Linked DNA regions of Mus musculus: region 2 is linked to region 1. Evidence: chromatin contacts called from public HiChIP or PLAC-seq data. All regions are on one chromosome and are shown on one strand. The core of a region is the stretch at or near the end of the contact, and the rest is flanking DNA. Distances in the headings are between cores, read along the strand shown.

Region 1 (3,429 bases), core at 242-2,741:
CTTAGCAGAGCAGAGACAGCCTTGGCTCTGTCATGATGCTATTCATGTGTCACAGCTGTAAGTGAATCTGTGACACCCCACGAGAGGCCACTGATAACAATATGACAACTCACCAGCCCCCCACCCTTTTTCTTTAGGAAGACATGCGATATCCTTCAAATACAATGTTTATATGTATAACAAGGTCAGAGGAGCGTTGAGGGTGTGAATGCTAAATCAGCACCAGGCACATGTGCTGTCCTCAGAACAAGGCATCAATCACACGGCCAGGGATAGGCCACACCAGCAGGTTTCTCATTTTATTTTATTATTTTTTGATAGAGCTCCATATAGTTCTGTTCTGGCTGGAATCTTATTTAATGGTCTTAATGAGCACATTAGCTGTGATTTAACGCTAAGTTTGAATGAAAAGCACACAGATTTGACATGTTTCTTGGCAACAGCTTTTGACAAAAAAAAAAAAAAAAAACAAACGACGTGTTTGTCTTTAGTTTTGTGCTGGGAGTCTTCAGTGGGAAGTCTCTTGAATTAAAACATCCTCTTTAGAGGTTGAAATTGAGCTTTTTTTTTTTTTCACGCGTTTTAGTGCATACGCCCACAGGCACTCCCATGCACACCAAACCAAGTGTGGGCTTGCTCAGTCCAGGAGTAGTCACTGACCTGTGGCAAGTCATGTCCACAAGGCAAGGCAGCAGCAGTGAGGCCTGAGCGCTCTGTGGGGCAAGGTTAAGAGATCTAAGGCATCCCCCACCGCACACAGCATTTTCCCCTGAGCTTGGCCTTCATGTTTCTCCTTGAATTATGAAAGCTCGGTGAGGAAAACACAAAGAAATGTCGACACAGACATGAGAGCCAGGGGAAGAAATGACTTCTCTAGAACAGCAGTTCTCAAACTGCGGGGTTGTGACCATTTTGGGGCTCAAACGACCATTTCATAGGGCAGGAGACTATCAGAAAACACAGATGTTTACATCACAATTCATAAGAGTAGCAAACATTACAGCTATGATATATCAATAAAAATAATTTTATTTTTGGAGGAGGGTTACCACAACATGGGGAACTGTATTAAAAGGTCCCAGCATTAGGAAGGTTGAGAACTGATCTTGGTGGTTACAGTGGCCTCTATTCTATCTCCTTTCCTGTGTTGTAGAGCTAAGCATCTCACAAGTATGGACTCAACAGGCTACATATCCCTGTCTAACTATGGATGTAATCAAACAGCAAAGGTCACTGGGGTCGCATTGATGGTGAGACCTCCAGATTCAGAGCACCAGCAGGTAGAGACCAGCCTGCTTTAAGAGTTCATAGGGTGCATTCTCCTGGCACAAGTTGAGCGAGACTACACCTCACTGTGAGCTTCTGCTGGGAATTACTGAGCCCACATGAATGTTTGGCTTCCATGGAAACAGCAGGAATGCAGGCAGGCCTTGCTGCCAGAATTTGGGCGTTGAGCATCCTAGCTGAGCTGGCCTAACCACTGACTTCCTGTGTTGTCAGTTCATGCCTCAACACCACAGCAAAGGCCAAAGAGAGCCCATAGGCACCTCGTCAAAGCCCTCAGTATGCCTGAGGCTGTTAAACTTTGCTCCTGCTGAGACAGGAGACAGGATGAGATGGCTAACTCCTGTAGACCATTGGCTATTGTGTTGCGAAGCTCCATAGGCTCTTCCTAGGGTAGCAGGCTGGCAGAGAAAACCAGGTTGTGTGCCCAACCCTGGAGTTGACAGAAGTATGTGACTTCATGCACAGCCACAGAGCTGAATATCATCTACTGCAGCAACAACAGATTCTGAACGGACATATTCATCAGGCATTTTAAACCTAATGCCATAGACAAGTATGACTTCATTGTTTTCTCAGCAATTATTATCTCTTTAGACAGGACCACAAGCATATTTCATGGAAGACCTGCGTGACTTCTCATATCAGTTAATAAAATAAGAAAATTTTTAAAAGGAAAATGAACTCACAAGGTTTTATTCTTAAATACCACTATCTGTCTGCACCTTCTTCCCTGTCAATACATTGAAAAATGAAATAGCTTTTCTTGGAAAGAGTATTGCAGATGCAAGTCCATAAACCGGGATGAGTCTGAGTGAGTATTGGTGTGGAAGGCAGCTAACAGAAGCGTCCAGGAAAGCAGGGCAGGTGGGCAGGGGTGAGGGGTTGCGGGGGGGGGGGCTGTGGGGGTTTTCCTGATGCATGTGAGATCTAAGTAAGTCTGAGGGTAGTAACCAAAAAGACCCAGTAGAGTGACTGAGCAGAGACTTGATGTAGAACATTTGTGGGATAAAACCGTTTTTTCTTTCTCAACATTCAGAAAACCTAGTAACACAGACCCATGCCTTTGTGGGAGACACGTTGACAGAACATTTTGTAGTTTAGGGTTTTTTTCTCTCATTAACCTGACTCTCAAGACATATATCTGTACTTGCAGCTAGCACCTAAGTAGCCCCTGGGTCTACAAATGTGGGTCTTGCTGGTATGGGTGTGTTGAGTAAAAAAAAAAAAAAAAAAACAACAATGTCTTTATAGGCATGAGACTTTAATGTTTGCTGAAGAAGGGGACAGGTTTCTGGGCTGTCAAATGATGAGGAAGTGGTTTGCAAAAACTGGAAAATCCATGTGAGGAGTCAAGGGGAGAAAGTAGAAGGGATTAGGAAAGACTTCTCTTGGATGCACACAACTGGGAGTTAGGAAAGATCTCTTTGGGGTGCACATAACTGGGAAGTAGGAAAGATCTCTTTGGGGTGCACACAACTGAGAGTTAGGAAAGACTTTGCTAGAAGCCCTAAACAATAAGAAATAGACAGTCTTGGGATGTGAGGTGCACACTCCATGCAGAAGGCACAGAAAAGGCAAAGGTTCTGAGGAATTGTACCGGCACACATGCCAGGGACAGAAAGCAAGCTAAGGAAAAGTGTGACCTAAAGAACTACAGACAACTAAAGAAAGCTGGGGGTTGGAGAGCTGATCTTTCCCATGGAAGAGCAAAACAATCAGTTGTTCTGTGCCAAATGGTCAAGATACACACACATACATAAATACATACGTACATGTATACACACACATACATAAATACATACGTACATGTATACACACACATACATAAATACATATGCACATGTATACACACACATACATAAATACATACGTACATGTACACACACACACATACAAACACACAGAAGTAACATTATACAAACTGAGCAGGTTATATTTTGGAGTACATATGTGTATACATATGTGCATGCAATAACAATTAATGTAAAAAAAAGTTATGAGTTTGAAGGGAAGCTATACAGAAGGATTTGGAGTTAAGAATGGGAAGGGAGAAATGTAGTTATAATCTCTAAGGGTACAAAAAGGCAACAAAAAAATCGGTTGTAACCATTTTCATGGGGCTGTTTAGAGATTAAATAAATG
Region 2 (3,477 bases), core at 419-2,918, 720 kb before region 1:
CCAATTATGGCCGACTAGGCCATCTTCTGATACTTATGCAGCTAGAGACACGAACTCCGGGGGTACTGGTTAGTTCATATTGTTGTTCCACCTATAGGGTTGCAGACCCCTTTAGCTCCTTGGGTGCTTTCTCTAGCTCCTCCATTGGGGGCCCTGTGATCCATCCAATAGCTGACTGTGAGCATCCACTTCTGTGTTTGCTAGGCCCCGGTATAGCCTCACAAGAGACAGCTATATCAGGGTCCTTTCAGCAAAATCTTGCTAGTATATGCAATGGTGTCAGTGTTTAGAGGCTGATTATGGGATGGATCTCTGGGTATGGCAGTCTCTAGATGGTCCATCCTTTTGTCTCAGCTCCAAACTTTGTCTCTGTAACTCCTTCCATGGGTGTTTTGTTCCCAATTCTAAGAAGGGGCAAAAGTGTCCACACTTTGGTCTTCATTCTTCTTGAGTTTCATGTGTTTTGCAAATTGTATCTTGTATATTGGGTATCCTAAGTTTCTGGCCTAATTTCTTATTCAGGGACGCAAGAACCCGGAATCCCAGCAGGTTCTTGCCTTACCCTGATACCTGCTTACGAGCACCAAGGATGCTGCTAAGCATTCTACAATGTACAGAACAGCCCCAATGGAAAGGAATCCCATTCAATGTCAGTCCTACAGAAGCCGAGGAGGAGTAGCTCTAGAGCCTAGACAGTGAGCTTCTGGGATTGCTATATCAAATCTGTAGAACTTGAAAGTTTAGAAATAAAAGGTACTGCCCATAGACTATCTGCATCAGCTTGGGGAGAAAGGCTGTATCTGGACTTTTGAGCACGAGCTCTGGTCAAGTAGATGAGGGGACTCTTGGCTCTTGTAACCCTAAGGCATCATCTTATAAACAAGCCTGTGCATCTCTTATCAAAAATGCTTTATAGGATCGATCGTACTTACCCTCCTTTTAAACTGAGCTCTGCGTTTGCCAAGGCAGCATTCTGATTGTGATCTTGCTTCTTATGTAACTTAGCAACCATAAGAAATGCTGAGTGTCTACCCCACCCTCCACCCACCCAACTCTCTGGAAAAGTCTTTTAACTGCATTTCTAGCCAAGTACCTTGCAGTCTTCCTTCTGGTCTCTTGAATAAGAGTCCTACCTAACACTAAATAAAGTTCTGAGCCACCAGGTTTAGCAGTGCTTCATCAACGCGGGTGAATCGGAGCTGGGGAGCAACTCCAGAGATGTCCATTTTTCTGAAATCCACAGACATTGCGTAATGAGTACTGTTTGAATCCCAGTTTACCCCAAGTACCAAAATGCAAAGCGCCCCCAAAGAACATACTGAAGCCAAATGAACAAGATAACATTTAAACTGCAACTGCAACTGCAACTCCTTGAGTACATTGTATTCATTTAACGAAGATTATTTTCAGAGTTCAGGCATCTATTTAAAGTTCAGAACCTATGATTAATATCTAAATTGCTGATGAGCTGGGGTTTTTTTTTCTTTTTTTGATCCCAACTATTGCCAAGCAATGGCACATCATTAAATGCTGCAGCAGCAAGATTTGCTTCTAAAGAACTGAGCTTATAGAACAGGAGAGGAGGCAGGAAGGAGGAGAGAGTGGGGGAGCTCGAGCAGCTGAATGGTGAGGAGGCCTTTCTTCTTACACTACAGAATGAAAGGCATCACAGCTCTTCCCACACCTGAGATGTTTGTCACTAAAACCACTTCCTTCTCTGAAGTGGGTGGAGACAGTCATTTCGCAGCTCTGAAATTCACATCCTATTCTTCTTCCAGACCTCCTCCTCCGAGCTGCTCTTGGTTCACCCTCCCCATAAACACCCACTCTGCTGCAGGAATTGCAGTTTGCAAGCTGAGAGTCTCTCACGGCAGACAGAGGACAAGCTAAGCAGGGAAAGCAGGATGGGATTTAAGACTCTGAAATTCAATGTCTGTTTTCCCAGGTTTCTGACTTCCCCTAGTATGGAAGCCAAACAAAGCATCATCGGGCATCTTGATAAAGGCAATTGATCTCACCAATTTGCCTTTAAACCAAATATGTTGATGAAATGGCCACCTAACTTCATTTTGATGTGAAGCTCACCTGAAATTCATCTCACAGCCCTTCCAGTTACAGAAGCACCACGTGATGTAAGTTTCTCCTGGGTTCTGAAAACTGGGAGGCTGGCATTGAGCTCTGTGGTTTGTTGGGCTTTGCTATGACAAATGTTTTAGTCGTGCTAGCCCCAAATTAAAGGATGATGCCGAAAATCCTTGCTCATTTGGAAAAATGTTGGAACAAGAATTTGAAGACGATGACTCCCTGAATTCTCCAGGAAATGACATCATCCAGCTCAAACAAACAGCACTTTTCAGAGAGCACTAGTCAGAAGCACAAGCTGTTCTACGTGCCTGGAACTCACCAGGCTGGAGTTCTGGGAAGGGATCTACTGTAAGTTATAGCACGGAGGGCGGCTAAGGAATTTGAGGATGAAGGTCTTCTTGAACGGTTACCTAACTCGTTTCCTCAGTCTCACGCCTTTCTATTGACAACTTATCCCTGTCTGACACCTTTCCATTGTATTTTCAAATATTTTTACCAAGTAAAATCTGTTTTCCATAGTTGATAAAAGAAACTGCCAATTTTTAAGGTTTTGCTACTTAGGACTACAGATATCTACGAAGATGAGTACATAAAACCTTAGGTTTAGGCAGAACATATTTATCTATGCAAGACGAAAGATCCAGGGAAGATACAATGAATGAGAACCAATTTGGACCCAGCTATCTTGGAGTCTTCCTCTGGTTTCTTTAACAGGAGTTCTCCATAACACTAAATAATGGTCCTGGGGCATCATTTCATTTCTGATTGCTGGAGATTGGTTTCTGATTCATCAGTGGATGTAAATATAAATGTAGTTCCAACAATTCACAGAAAAATTAGCCTTTGGAACATAATGTTAGAAAAAAATAGAGTCATTTTCTTAGTGGCATTAAAGGAAGCATGACTATTCGGCCACCATGGTGGTGGTGGGGGAGGGGGGCAGCACAAAGTGGCAAAGGGAGAATTTATTAAGAGGAAGAAATTTAAAATTTAAAACCGCAAGAAAAAGGTGTGCATGGTGGCACATTTCTTCAGTCCTAGAACGTGAAGCAGAGGTAGGAGGATCTTTGTGGGTTCAAGTCCTGCCTGATTTATATAACAATTTCCAGACCAGCCAGAAAGAAGGAAAAAATCTAATTAATAACTCTAATTAATATGCAAAGGGAATAATTAAGGAGTAGAACTGACAATAAGCAGAGTGAATTAGTTCTCTGGGGTATCCGCTTTTGCATCTCAGGTTACAGTGTCAGGTGACAACGTCAGGTAGTGCTGAGAGAGAGAGAGTATTGAGAGTGACTCAGATTCCCTGAGCTAACATGAGACCGAAAGGAGAATGGGGAATGAATCATAAAGCTGTAGCTGTTCCAGAAAAAAAAGTAACAACCAGGAATA

Evidence for each region. HiChIP or PLAC-seq counts read pairs in DNA pulled down with a chosen protein or histone mark.
Region 2: an H3K27ac HiChIP or PLAC-seq map of embryonic fibroblasts shows a contact between it and region 1, with 13 times the contacts expected there. The contact joins two enhancer-like sites. A contact is called at or near these places in 1 of 15 datasets of contacts at CTCF or cohesin (large pre-B cells), 1 of 484 Hi-C or Micro-C datasets (bone marrow-derived macrophages) and 1 of 115 datasets of contacts at active chromatin or transcription factors (embryonic fibroblasts).

Annotation. Positions count from the first base shown.
Region 1 is chr10:13,594,288-13,597,716 of GRCm38.p6, reverse strand. No RefSeq gene overlaps it. Among named protein-coding and RNA genes, the nearest start is that of Pex3, 43 kb to the right of the region's middle. Within about 2 kb of position 1,491, at least 63 of the 459 cell types and tissues checked have an H3K27ac peak or open chromatin away from gene starts, as enhancers often do. A contact at or near this core is called in embryonic fibroblasts, where this site is marked.
Region 2 is chr10:14,313,037-14,316,513 of GRCm38.p6, reverse strand. No RefSeq gene overlaps it. Among named protein-coding and RNA genes, the nearest start is that of Gm40603, 7.7 kb to the left of the region's middle. Within about 2 kb of position 1,668, at least 66 of the 459 cell types and tissues checked have an H3K27ac peak or open chromatin away from gene starts, as enhancers often do. A contact at or near this core is called in embryonic fibroblasts, where this site is marked.